Regions from separate parts of the Gossypium hirsutum genome. Here region 1 is linked to region 2. The links are chromatin contacts, called in public Hi-C maps. All regions are on one chromosome and are shown on one strand. The core of a region is the stretch at or near the end of the contact, and the rest is flanking DNA. Distances in the headings are between cores, read along the strand shown. Region 1 holds the start of LOC107900472 (probable mediator of RNA polymerase II transcription subunit 37c). Region 2 holds the start of LOC107962027 (aspartic proteinase PCS1).

Region 1 (2,700 bases), core at 181-2,680, 350 kb before region 2:
ATGCTCTTGCAGAGCTCCTTCCCGTTGAAGAAGTCTTGCAACAACTGCTGCACTTTAGGAATACGAGTGGAACCACCAACAAGAACAACATCATGGACACTGCTCTTATCCATCTTAGCATCCCTCAAACACTTCTCAACTGGCTCCATACACTTCCTAAAAAGATCCATGTTGAGCTCCTCAAACCTTGCACGAGTTATCGTGGTGTAAAAGTCAATACCCTCGTACAATGAATCGATCTCGATGGTAGTTTGAGCTGTCGATGAAAGAGTCCTCTTTGCTCTCTCACAAGCAGTCCTCAACCTCCTCAATGCTCTGGGGTTCCCACTAATATCCTTCTTATTCTTCCTCTTAAATTCTTGAACGAAATGGTTAACCATCCTATTATCGAAATCCTCACCACCCAAATGTGTATCACCAGCAGTGGCCTTAACTTCAAAGATACCTTCTTCAATAGTAAGCAATGAAACATCAAAAGTACCACCACCCAAATCGAAAATCAACACATTCTTCTCACCAACACTGCTGGCTTTCTTGTCAAGACCGTAAGCAATGGCGGCGGCTGTTGGCTCGTTGATGATTCGCATAACGTTAAGACCAGCAATGACTCCAGCATCTTTGGTAGCTTGCCTTTGGGAGTCATTGAAATAAGCTGGGACAGTAACGACAGCGTTCTTAATCGTCGCTCCGAGGTAAGCCTCGGCGATTTCACGCATCTTGATTAACACCATAGATGAGATTTCCTCGGCAGCAAATTGTTTTTCCTCGCCCTTGTAAGTAACAACAATCATGGGCTTATCACCAGGACCGGCGATTACCTTAAAAGGCCAAAGCTTCATATCGCTTTGAACCGACGAATCGCTATATCTTCTGCCGATTAATCGCTTAGCATCTGTTAATTTCAATAATTAACAAAAAAAAGTAAATAAACTTTACAGTCAACAAAATTACAGCAGGGAAGTCAAACTCTACTAAATTCGGGCAAATCATATAATGACGTCATAAATAGCATATAAAAATACAAAAAAATGAATCTCCTCGTAGAAGCAATTTCTAAAGGCATACAAAGCCTCAGATCTAAATCTAAAATGCAATTTTTTTACGATAAAAGGGGAAATAGAGATGTACCGAAGACGGTGTTGATCGGATTCATGGCGACTTGGTTCTTAGCAGCATCGCCGATTAAACGCTCGGAATCGGTGAAAGCAACGTAGGACGGCGTCGTTCGGTTGCCTTGGTCGTTGGCGATGATTTCAACTCGGTCATGTTGCCATACTCCGACGCAAGAGTATGTCGTACCGAGATCTATACCGATCGCCGGTCCTTCTCCTTTTCCGGCCATCACTCTAAATTCCAGCAAAAATCAAAGAAACTAGAGAGAAAAAAAAAGAAAATGAAGAACGAAGAGTTGTTCTTTAGAATGAACTGTGTGGCTTAGTATTAAGGGTTAGTGCTTTTATATATTTTAAATTAGGGTCATTAGGGTTCTAGAATGTTCGGGGGGAAAATGGGGGGTTTACGGCCGTTGGATTTTATAGAATGAATGGTTGAGATTTGATTTTCGGATTTGGAAAAAGAAGTCGTGGGCTCCACCACGAGTTTTTAGTTGCGTGTTTCGGGCGGGTGAGAATTTTGATTTTTCTTTTTGAATGAAGTCGGCTACGCGCTTATGACGGGTCTGGTCTTTTTCGGGTTTGGATTCAAACTCAACTCGAATTACACATATGGACCTTCATTTTATTTTATTTTTGGTTGAAAACTTTGTTATTAAGTAAATATATTTTTAAGATGCCCAAAATAAATAAATAAATAAATATTTCTATAGTGATATACAAACTGTTTTTTTAAACAATTTTATTATAGATTTTGATCATATTTATTCTTTTTGATATAATGTCTAGAATTATTTATAGTCTCAACCCAACCTATAAATAAAAGGATAATATGTTTCAACGCACTTGAACTCACATTCTCTTGCATTGACAATAATGTCCATGTCAATCGAGTTAAAATTCAATCAGTTGATATACAAAATATTTTTAATTTCACAAGTAATTTGACATGCCATGTTTTTTATTTTAATTTTAATTTTAATTTTAATTTTAATTTTAATTTTAATTTTAATTTTTCTTCATTAGCAATTGTAATATATATTATGTTGTATGAGTCAATTTGACACCAATTCAACTGTGAAATTATTAAAATAAATTTACTTTAAAGAATAATTAATATTATTATAAGAATATTTTCATACTTTTATATAATTCTCAAATAAAATAATTGTGAAACATTATTTGAAAATTAAACACAAGATCAACAAATTCATATAAAAAGATATTGTCACTCAACTAATAATCTTTCATCGATATATTTTTATAAATATATATTTTTAATATAAAATATTTTCGCTCATCATATCGTGAGTGTAATAAAATCTAATATTTTTTATGTTTTTAAGGATTATTATTGTTTACATCTAGGTAAAGTTATACCATCAGTTATTTTATTTTGATAACTTTTTTTGTCAAATTTTGTTACCATATTTTCGTATCATTTACTTCTAAAATTAATATGATTATATGAGTTTATTGATAACAAATTTCAATGAAAAATATATCAATTTTAATTGTTAACATTTTTAAGTTAAAATATTAAAATTAAAAACTTATTTAAATATAAAGATTAAATCTCAAAATTGGA
Region 2 (2,700 bases), core at 201-2,700:
CGGGCTCAAGTCTAAAATTTCAAAGAGTACAAGTACTTGTGGCATTATCATGCCAAGAAAAAAAAGCGAAAATGAAAGGCAAGGAAAGTGGATGACGGGAAACCCGAAGGGTGACAACCAAGGCAAGGAAAGTGGATGACGGGAAACCCGAAGGGTGACAACCAAGGCAAGGAAAGTGGATGACGGGAAACCCGAAGGGTGACAACCACCTACGCATCACTATCGGAAGAAGGCATGAAGCCCTTTCCCAAAGGTTATCCATAACTAAATTGACAAGACAGAAAGACCAGTGACAAAATGACAAGAGAGATTGAGAGTGTAAAACGAAGCTAAGAATTTTTTTGAGGCGATATTAAATAGTATATTTTATAAGAGCTAAAATATAATTTTACCATTTAATAGTTTATATTTTTAAAGGAATAAATCAAAATTTTATCATTTTTAGAGAGTTAAAGTGTAATATTACTATGTACTAATTTAAAATTTCATAAATTTTAAAAAATCAAAAATAAAAATTTCTATTTTAGAGAAGTCAAGACCTCTGCCAACCCTCTAGTGTTGCCCCATGAAGGTAAAAAGAGGTGAATCAACGACACAAGTGCCGACCGGTTAAAAACCAAATCGCAATATTTTACAAAAAAAATTGAATAAATTAAAATAATATGATGAAAAAGTACATAAAAAGTATTCTAAAAATTTTAATTGTTATTTAAAATTATCAAAAATACTTTACATGAAAAAAAATGCAAACATGAATAAATATTATCACCTTCTCTTACCGATACATGAATGTATATTAAGGGTTAGTTTTTCATTATCTTTTGAGGAGTGCGGTGAGAAAGTATTTTTAAAAATTTTAACTTAAAATTTAAGTGTATTGTATTGTTGTTAAAATGTGTTTTTGAGAAATGAAATGTCTATTTTGGACGTGATATTATAAAGTAAAAAAATATATATTTAAATAATGTTAAATTTCATTAATATTACAATATTTGAGGAAAAAATAACAAAACAATATTATTAATATTTTGATATAAAAATATAAATTTAAATATTTCAAAGCAATTAATGTGAATTGTTAATAAATTATATTTTAATATTTAAAAATATTTTAATAAAAAATAACCCTATATTCAATATAAATATTATATAAAAATAAAAGTTAAAAGTAACATTTTACTTTAAAATTACTTTTTCTATACATAAAAGTGCATTATTTTTTATTGCTTATGATGCAAAAAGTGTTTTTGTGCTCTAAAAACATTTTTAAAATGCAATGGAAAAACAGGTGTAAATAGCTGGAGCTTCAAAAAAAAAATAAAAATCGTATGACCAATTTAAGAATTTTCTTTTAAAAAAATATAAATAAATAGAAAAACTTTTTCCTTCAATTTTTCTAATTTATTTAATTTTTAAAAGAGAATAATGAGTTTTGCTACCAGTATTTAAGGAACCAAAGCTACACTAAACTGAAAAAACTTTCAAACAACAGTTATATTTTACGTACAAAACAAAACCGAAGATCAAAGCACTCTTTTTCCAAAACTAAATCAATGGCTTCTTTTCATTTTCTGCTTCATTTGACAATTTTGCTCCTCCTTTTCCATCAAAAATTTTCTTTTCCTTCCAAACAAACACTCTTTTTACCTCTCAAAACAACCCTTGGTCGAACCCCACTTACCTTTGCCCGTAACTCTAAACTTTCCTCCTCCGCCGCCACCAACAAGCTTGGCTTCCACCATAACGTTACTTTAACAGTTTCTTTATCCGTCGGCTCGCCGCCACAGAATGTCACTATGGTCCTCGACACTGGGAGTGAACTCTCATGGCTTCACTGCAAAAAAAATCCCAACTTAAATTCCTTTTTTACCCCTGAACTTTCCAAGTCTTACATTCACATCCCTTGCGCTTCACCCATTTGTAAAACCCGTACCCGAGACTTATTCGTACCCGCTTCCTGCGAACTGAATAATAAGCTGTGCCACGTGGCTGTCTCTTATGCCGACGCTTCCTCAATTGAGGGAACTCTCGCGTATGAGAATTTTGTAATAGGGTCCTCCATCCGACCCGGGTTTTTATTCGGGTGTATGGACTCAGGTTTTAGCTCGAATTCAGATGAAGATTCGAAAGCAACCGGATTAATGGGCATGAACCGTGGGTCCTTATCATTCGTGAGTCAAATGGGTTTTCCCAAATTCTCGTACTGTATATCGGGTTTTGACTCTTCTGGTGTTTTACTTCTCGGCGATACGAGATTCTCGTGGCTTAAAACGTTAAATTATACTCCTTTGATTCAAATATCCGATCCATTGCCATATTTTGATCGGGTTGCATATACGGTGCAATTAGAAGGAATTAAAGTTGGGACCAAAATGTTGGACCTACCAAGATCCGCTTTTTTACCGGATCACACGGGTGCGGGTCAAACAATGGTTGATTTGGGCACCCAATTTACTTTCTTAATGGGTCCGGTTTATAATGCGTTAAGAAACGAGTTTTTGCAACAAACAAGAGAGGTTTTACGAGTTTTTGAGGATCCGAACTTTGTTTTCCAGGGAGCAATGGACTTATGTTACCAAGTTGACGAGTCACCCGGTACGAGTTTTTCGAATTTACCACGAGTTAGTTTGATGTTTCAAGGGGCCGAGATGAGCGTATCGGGCGAGAGGCTATTGTATCGAGTACCCGAGATGAATAAGG

What was found. A called contact is a pair of places that touch in the nucleus more often than the background predicts.
Region 1: a Hi-C map of leaf shows a contact between it and region 2, with 2.6 times the contacts expected there. The contact joins the promoter of LOC107900472 here to the promoter of LOC107962027 in region 2. A contact is called at or near these places in 3 of 34 Hi-C or Micro-C datasets (leaf and petal).

The regions. Positions count from the first base shown.
Region 1 is chrA06:121,739,965-121,742,664 of Gossypium_hirsutum_v2.1, reverse strand. LOC107900472 (probable mediator of RNA polymerase II transcription subunit 37c) reads right to left here and starts at 1,430. Exons shown (of 2, transcript NM_001326889.2): 1 at 1,129-1,430; 2 at 1-892. The coding sequence starts at 1,342.
Region 2 is chrA06:121,389,488-121,392,187 of Gossypium_hirsutum_v2.1, reverse strand. It overlaps LOC107962027 (aspartic proteinase PCS1), which reads left to right and starts at 1,450. Exons shown (of 1, transcript XM_016898241.2): 1 at 1,450-2,700. The coding sequence starts at 1,554.